2 separate regions of the Mus musculus genome follow, and region 2 is linked to region 1. The links are chromatin contacts, called in public HiChIP or PLAC-seq maps. All regions are on one chromosome and are shown on one strand. Each heading gives the region's core, a stretch centred on a gene start, on an enhancer-like site or on the middle of the called end of the contact. The rest is flanking DNA. Distances are from core to core; before and after follow the strand shown.

The links. HiChIP or PLAC-seq counts read pairs in DNA pulled down with a chosen protein or histone mark.
Region 2: an H3K4me3 HiChIP or PLAC-seq map of embryonic stem cells shows a contact between it and region 1, with 10 read pairs. The contact joins the promoter of Vax2 here to the promoter of Dok1 in region 1. A contact is called at or near these places in 3 of 39 promoter capture datasets (all in embryonic stem cells), 1 of 484 Hi-C or Micro-C datasets (embryonic stem cells), 1 of 115 datasets of contacts at active chromatin or transcription factors (embryonic stem cells) and 1 of 9 other capture datasets (adipose tissue).

The regions. Positions count from the first base shown.
Region 1 is chr6:83,031,979-83,035,998 of GRCm38.p6, reverse strand. It overlaps Dok1 (docking protein 1), which reads left to right and starts at 2,528. Exons shown (of 5, transcript NM_010070.4): 1 at 2,528-2,628; 2 at 2,933-3,232; 3 at 3,371-3,464; 4 at 3,584-3,768; 5 at 3,939-4,020. The coding sequence starts at 2,569. Loxl3 (lysyl oxidase-like 3) reads right to left here and starts at 1,794. Exons shown (of 14, transcript NM_013586.5): 1 at 1,710-1,794; 2 at 202-544. The coding sequence starts at 517.
Region 2 is chr6:83,709,897-83,713,963 of GRCm38.p6, reverse strand. It overlaps Vax2 (ventral anterior homeobox 2), which reads right to left and starts at 2,725. Exons shown (of 3, transcript NM_011912.4): 1 at 2,421-2,725. The coding sequence starts at 2,667. Vax2os (ventral anterior homeobox 2, opposite strand) reads left to right here and starts at 1,763. Exons shown (of 6, transcript NR_002871.2): 1 at 1,763-1,861; 2 at 3,139-3,230. It overlaps Gm32943 (a long non-coding RNA gene), which reads left to right. Exons shown (of 4, transcript XR_003956456.1): 2 at 1-191; 3 at 716-904; 4 at 1,040-1,166.

The DNA.
Region 1 (4,020 bases), core at 1,279-3,778:
TCCTGGAGAGTACTGGCTAGCTTCAGGTCACATGGCCCTGAAATTAGTATGTTAGATGGTTTATAATCTGTGGGTTTGCTTGATTCTGCCCATTCTTGGTGTCCCGTGTCCCTTTGGTTGTGCCATTAAGGTGTTTTGTTCTTTTCTATGTACTTGAACTGCACTTAGATAATGTCCGGGCTAGTCCAGAGCATCGCTCACCTGTTCCAGGGCCATATTTGGCACTATGGGTCCACCCTGTGGCTTCTGTGAAGCCCAGCTCCCGGCAGAGGACATGGGCAGCCTGCAGCGTGAAGTCATCATCACAGATGGTGCCCCATTCACCAGCTCGCTGTATCTCCACTCGACCTTCATAGGGCTTTCTAGGAAAGCCAGCCAGCCGGAACCTCAGCCCCTGGCTTCCTACCTTCTTCTCTGGGCTGATAGAAGGAGACGGAGACCCCACACTGAAGCTGCACAGACAGTGTAGCAGCAGTAGTCCCCATGGGCAGCAATACCACACACTGACAGCTCTCATGGCGGGTGGGGCCCAAGGAGGGGGGCACTAAGGGACAGAGAAGGAGAGACACACACACTGAATGAGGGTAGGAACACAAAGAAAACAGGCACAGCCCTAGAGACCTAGATTGGGGGCGAGGGAGACTCTCCTTTCCCTTTGCAAATAATAAAACTTATAACTTGTGGTTAGTGTCCCACCATAACCTTCCCTGGTTTGGCCATCATTACCACCAACACCATCATCTCTATTTACTTTCATCCATGGGGTGGGTATGGGTTAGAGATGGAGAGTCTACGGATGGGTTGGGTAAACAGAGATATTGGGAAGAGACACAGAGAGGACGACCCAGACAGGATGTGACAGGAAGGGAGACTGTGGGAACGAAGGGGAAAAAACAGAAAGGCACGGGGTGAGAGACACATTGAATATGGATAGATGGTTTTAATCAAACCAAAAAAACCAAAGCACAGAGTAATGGGGAATGACACAGAGAGGCAAAAACCATGAGGAGAGGGAATAAAAGCCAAGGTGCAGGCACAGGAGAAATGACAGCAAGACCCATGCAGTTAGACAGACAGATGGCATCACAGGCAAGGGGAGCCTGGGAGCCCAGCCCTGGAAATCTCAGCACTATGAATGAGAAGACTCTTCAGTTTCCTATGGGGGCAGATGCCCATGCAGGAAGGGCCGAGGCTAACCGGAGTAGGAGAACCTTCTGCCACCCTCCCTAGCACATGGGCTGGCAAATATGCTGCAGGGTCAGGGACTCCAGGAGACCTAGGCTTCAAGCTGGGCAGGGTTTGGTATGGAGTTATCCAAGCTCCCTGGAACACCTCTTTTTCTGTCACTGGGCAACCAGAAGCTAGGGCTAGCTCCCCAGCTCAGGCCTTCTCTATCCGAGGCTGAAAACAGTCCTCCACAGTAAGGGGGGCCCTCCATTGCTTCCCCCAACTCAGACAAGACAGCTTTGTTCTGGGGGCATTTGGCTCCGAAGCCCTGGTGTTCAGCGTAGGGCCTGCAAATTGCACCCTGAAGCCTCCATCCCCAACAGTTTGCTCAGCTTTCCACTCTTCTGTTTCGCTCCTTGACCAATAATAAAACTGTCAGTTGGTTGGCTTTCCCGACTCCATCCCAAATCAGCGTTTCTCCTGGTCCACCATCCTCTCCATCCCCAACTCCTCTTCCCGCTGGCCAGCAGTAACTCCCCTACCTTCGACTAGGCACAACTCCAGAGGCTGGAAGCAGAGTCCTGGTCCTGGAGATTACTTTCAGGACTTCTCAGAAAAAAAGTGTTCGGCCAGGGGAGACTGGACCCCCCCTTCCTCTCCCCTCTTCGTTGGTCCCTCCCACGTCCCCTAGAGCCCTCCCACATTCCGCTTTCTCCCTCCATTCCGGCCAGGCCAGTTCCCTCCTCTAGATCTTCCCCTCCCCTGTGGAGCTGGCTGCAGCCACGCCACCCCCTCCCACTCCTCCCGGCTCAATGAAGCTTTCTTTTCCCGCAGGTTGGAGGCCCGGCAGCCGTATTCAGGGTGCTTGACTTGCAAACGGTTTCGGGACAGCAGGACGGCCCCTGTGGCAACGGGAAGCTTTCCAGCCCGTAGCCGTTCCTCCACATCCCCAACTAGACAGAGTATCAACAACAGTCCAGTCCAATTCCCGGGCTGGGCCATGAGAAAAGGTCCCACAAAGAAAACTATTGTCCCGATGGCTCCCTTGGTCATTATGGCGCCCCCGAGGTGCCTGCAGGTGATGTCACGGCCTTCACTCTGATGTCACGTTAAACATATGTCGTCACTCTCAGCTTCCACCCCCCAGGCACTAGGGCCCCTGGTTGGTGATCACCGCTTCCCTGAGTGGTGCCACTGTGTGCACCACTAAAGATAAAGGCTTTAGTGAGCTCTCCCTGAGTTCTTCCTGATGGCTCGTTTTCCTCCAAGCCCTCCGCTCCCCCATCACCGCCGCAGGGGCCGGGGAGGGGCGGGCACGCCTCCGGCACCCTGCAGCCTCGCCCCGCCCCGCCCCGCCCCCAGCCCTCCGGGCCAGGAAGCGCGGAAGGAATCGCCTGGGCCATGGACGGGGCTGTGATGGAGGGTCCGCTTTTTCTGCAGAGTCAGCGCTTCGGGACCAAGGTAGTTTGTTTGTGGCGTGGGGGATGGCGAAACCCCTCTGGACTAGAAGTGGGTGAAAGAATCCAGAAAGAGGGAAGGGGCCGGAAGAAGGTCGGAACGGCGCGCGGGCAATTGTAGATCCCCAAGACGTTCCCTTAAAAGTCTCGGGCTGTGCCCTCCTTGGTGCGGTCTTGGGATGCCATTATCTTTGGGAAAGTAGCTCAGCCTGGGAAGCCCCAGACTCAGATCGGCCTTCATGGGTCTCTTCTTCCTTGTGGGGCGCGTGCTACCACCGCGCACTCTCGAGTCTTTCGTTCTTTCCCAGAGGTGGAGGAAAACTTGGGCTGTGCTTTACCCAGCCAGTCCTCACGGCGTGGCGCGGCTGGAATTCTTTGATCACAAGGGGTCGAGCTCTAGAGGGGGTCGAGGCGGCTCTCGCCGTCTAGACTGCAAGATGATACGCCTGGCTGAATGTGTGAGCGTGGTGCCGGTGACTGTGGAGAGTCCCCCTGAGCCCGGCGCTGTTGCCTTCCGCCTGGACACCGCACAGCGCTCGCACCTGCTGGCGGCGGACGCCGTATCCAGCACCGCCTGGGTGCAGACTTTATGCAGAACCGCCTTTCCGGTGAGTGACTGGGGGTGGGCATCTCTGGGCTTAAGGGACACTGCGAGGATGGAGCTATTATAGAGGCACTGGACTTCTTGCACCTACCCTAGACCCAAGAGAATTATATATAATTCTTCCATGTTCCCTTTTCTGCAGAAAGGCGGCTGGGCTTTGGCGCAGACGGAGAACCAACCTAAGTTTTCTGCCTTGGAGATGCTGGAGAATTCGCTGTACAGCCCCACCTGGGAAGGTAGATGTCTGGCAGGAATGGAGTGGGTTGAAGAGGTGCCCTTGGGGAGCTAGTGATTGGAGTCAACCGAGTCCCTAACTTGCCCCAGCGCTCCTTCTCCTTCGTATGTGTTCTTCCAGGATCCCAGTTCTGGGTAACCTCGCAGAAGACCGAGGCTTCTGAACGCTGCGGCTTGCAAGGCTCCTACATACTGAGGGTGGAAGCTGAGAAGCTGACTCTCCTGACTTTGGGTGCGCAGAGTCAAATCCTGGAGCCGCTCCTTTTCTGGCCCTACACTCTGTTGCGTCGCTATGGCCGGGACAAGGTGCATGGGGCTGTCTGGGAGGATGACCCGTCAGGGAGGGCTACCAGGTTGAGTAGCTGTAGGTGACAATTCCATTCTCAGGTGGTCTCTTCTGTGCAGATACAGTAACTTGGTCAGGCCTGTGACTCATTTTTTATGACACGCCTAACGTGTTTCCCCCACCCCCTCAGGTAATGTTCTCCTTTGAAGCTGGTCGCCGCTGCCCCTCAGGCCCTGGGACCTTCACCTTCCAGACTTCTCAGGGAAATGACA
Region 2 (4,067 bases), core at 1,476-3,975, 680 kb before region 1:
TGTTGGGGGGTAGTTAAGAGAGATTTCTGACTAACACATCACACCAGTAGACAGAATCTGCAGGTCACTCCAGTGCTACCCCACTCCTTCCTTCCACAAATATTTACGGAGAGCCTGCAGACTGTTTTCTGTGACAGCACCCTGGATCCTCAGGCAGCTTCCTGAAGAGGAGGGAATCCTGGAGGCAGGAGGTGAGACAGCAGTTCCGCTCACCTCAGCCTCCAGCTGCCCTTGGCCTTTCCAGTGCTAAAAACCTCTCTCAACCAATGCCACACCCGGGCGTGGGAAGGAGGGTGAAAAGAAGTGGAGAGGGTGGGGTCATTTCTTATGCCCACATAAGCTCTCCTTTGCACCTTAGAAGAATTGAGGGGGCTACGTACTCAGAGGACCAGAGGACAAGGGTAAAATGTACTAAGGAGGGCTCTTAATTTTGGACAATGGGGGCTTGCCTTCCCCAGTGTTGGGTTGGCTTTTCTCATGGAAGCCTCTACCCTCAGCTGTGGTGGGGCTTCGAGCAGTGACTGACACGGGTGACCCTGCCTAGGAGGGATTAGCAGTAAATGACGTCCCCGGCATTTCAGGCCTGTAATGACAGCCTTGTCATTAAATGGGGGAGGGGCAGAGGGATTTACGTTTCTGCATTTGCTTTTTATTTCAGTCCAGTGGATAACTGTACTTGTATTTAATATTTCCATTATATTTTACAAATGTAAAGGAATTACCTTGTGTGGGTACATTATAAAAGTATACCCCTGAAGAGGTACCCGGCATGCGCGTCTCTACTTGACTTAAATGGCTCTATCCCAGAGGACAGAGGGCCACATTTTACTCCCACCTCTGCAAGTCTGCACCAGAGACAGTCCCACTGATGCCCACGAGCAAGATTTATTTGATCTACATAAAGGTTGGTAGAATGGAGGAAGATGGTGTTTGGGCGCATAACTCAGTCATCCTGACCAGGGGAGACGCCTATTCTTAATGCATAGCACTGGCAAGGTCCTTAGCCTAAGAGCTTAGGCTGTGTCTTCATTTCTGGAAGGCTTGCAGATTCCCTCAACGAAACTCAACTGGTGGTCGCTCCTTGTCCTTAGAACCCCTCAGATGACAAAAGGGAATTCATATTAACCCCAGGTAACCTACAAGTCCTCACACCTGCGGGGATTCCTGGTGGTGTAACTGTCTTACACCATCAAGCGGGTCCCTAGAATGGCAGTAGCCACCCAGCCTTCCAATGACCACACCTATTCCCAGGAGTGTTTCTTTATTCAGGGTCCCTGGCAGCGTCTTAATTTAAGAGAGCTTCCTGTACCTCCATGCCCTGCCCTAGCTGGCTCTCAGATCCCCAGGGCCACTCACATGGTGACAGTGGTGGTGGGGGTCAGGAAAGTTGTACTCCACCTGCTCTAAGATATTGACTTGGGTGACAGAAACCTAGGTTTCCCTCCGTAAAAGAAAGTTGGCTACAGGCCTCCTGAGGCCTGTGGGAGGCAGCTGGGGGAAGCCAAGTGAGTGAGTCCGAAACCCCAGGATGGCGGAAAAACAACAGGCCTCAGGCCTAGGATCCAGTTGACCGCAGGACCCGAGACTTCTTTCTCCAAGTGTCTACCTGGGAGAGGCCCAGACCCAGGATACTGGCATTGGAGGTTTGGATCTGGATGAGCGATGGCAGGAGAGTGCCGGGAAAGCAAGTTTGCTGCGGGGGTTGAAGGGGGATGGGTGAAGGGGCTCCGACTTCGGGTGAGGGCGGGTGGAGCCGAGGAAGAAAGCGTCGGCCAGGCCAGGCGGCCAGGCCAGGCGGAGGAGCGCCGGAGCCGGCGGTATCCAAGCGAGTGGGAAAACTGGAGCAGCGGAGCCGCGGCAGGTCAGGCTACCCTACCGCCCACCCAGCCATCTCTAAGCCTCAACCCACGCAAGGCTAGGTGCTGGGAAATAAGGCTGGGTTGAAGCGGGGACGCATCCGACTGCCTGCGTGGCCCAGCCTTCCTCAGCAGCTGCCCACTCGGGTCCCTCCCAATCCTGTCCCTACAGCGCGCGCGTGACTTTCTCCGCCCTTGCTCCGGGGACCCCGGCGCGGAGGCCCTGGCTCTCGGTGTCGGGCTTCTCCAACTGATTCGTGTCCTTACTACACCAACCAGCCCGGATGGGCCTAGAGAGAGAGAAAGAGAGAGAGAGAGAGAGAGAGAGAGAGAGAGAGAGAGAGCACCGGTCCAGCAGGACGAAACAAGGTCCAGCCCCCTGCTTTGTCCCCCGCGTTCAGCTCAGTGTCCCGCACACAATAGGCACTCGGAGTATTTACAGGATGAACTACCAAATGAATGAACCACTGTATGATCTGAGAGATGGACGTTGTAGGGATGTCGGAGGCCCCAGGAAAGGCAGCTTGGTGGCCCAGGGAATCAGAGCTGCGGCTGTCCCCTTACCTCGTACCAGGATGCGGCGGCAGTGGTCTGTCTCACCGAGCGCCTGCTGTCCGTCGCTGTCCCCTCCGCTCTCCCTGGAGCCCGCAGGGCTGGAGGCGGAGGTCCCAGCAATCTCCCTCGGACTCGCGCTACCTGTGTCAGCACGCAAATCTTCCGCTCCGCGGTGCTCTCCGTGACGCCCGCTGCGGCCACCAGGCTCCTCCCGGCGCTTGGGGCCGCGGTCCCGCTCCGCGCCCCCATCGCCCATGCCCGCCGCCACTGCTGCTTGGGCCACAGCAGCCGCTAGTCCTAGCTCAGGGTAGCAGGTCCCTCCCTGCCCCTCCCCACCCCTTCCTCCATCTGCCCCGCCCCCTACAGGCCCCGCCCCCGTCGGCGATTGGGCGCGAGCTGGGGTTCCAGGACTCTGGGTGGATCCAGTAGGCGCAGCGCAACGGGAGTTCGTTCAGGGGGAGGAAAAAAGGAGGAGGGAGTGAGGGGAAGAGAGACAAGGGGAGGGAAAGAGGAGAAGGAGGAGGGATAGGAGGAAAAGAGATATGTGGAGAAGGGGGAGGGGATGGTGTCTTCGCGCCTCCTCGCGTGGGGCGGTGTTTAGAGCCTGGCAATGGGAGACTGGACAGCCCCGTGGTACAGAAGACCGCCCCACACCCTCTCATAAACTTTATTACTCCCTACCCATTGGTCCCTCTCGCCCTCTTCCCTCTGTTCCCTATATCTCCAGGGAAATGCACCTAGCTTTCAGTCTGGCTCCGCTTGATGGAAAACTCAGAGCTCGAGGAGGCGACCCTGACTCGACCCGGCAGAAAAGAGGAGGTTTGCTGGGCTCCGGAACTTGGTGCGGTGGGGGCGACGGTAGAGAGTGGGGTGTAGGTCTGGGGTTCAGGGCACGCGTCCCCCAACCAAGGCACTCACACTCAGGCACACAGAACAGCCACTTATTGTGGGGATCCCGCGAGTTTCGCCAGACAAGCCCGGGAGGCGGATGCTGTCCCCAGCCAGGGTGAGGTGCGGAGCTGGACCGGCAGACCGCCAGGTTGTACTGCCAAGAGCAAACGCTGGGCTCTCCCGCAGCTCTGAGGTTGTCACTCCTGGGACTGACACCTAGAGAATGAGACTGAGCACGGGCTTTTTTTTTTTCTCGCGCTTCTGTCCTGGAGCAGCCCCTTGTTCAGTGCCTGCTCCAGACGGATCTCTGGACAGGAGCCTGTGTCCTCTTGGCTACACGTTCTGCAGAGTCCCGCTTCTGTTTAGACAGTGTCAGGAAGTGTGGGGAACAGTCTCATTGTATTTGACTCAGCTTTAAAAAGAGGTTTGGGGGAAAGATTGAGAAGGATGGTGTGTGTAACCGAGGGTCTATGGCTCCTTTAAAGGCCAGTATCCCGATCCTTCAGACTCTTCTTCCTTTCTTCCACTTGCAGATTTGGAATAAACTAGGTACTAGGGGTGAGCCAAATGCTTGGTGTGAGTCCAAGCCAAAGTACTTCAGGAGATCCCAAGATCTGGTAGCGGGTGTCTGTGACCACCAAGGGTAGGCTTGTGGGGTCTCTGTCTCTGAGGTTGAACAGGTGTTGGGTGTGGGGAGTCAGTCAGTGCCTTGGTCTGTGGTGTGTGTGTGTGTGTGTGTGTGTGTGTGTGTGAAAACGGTTGGAG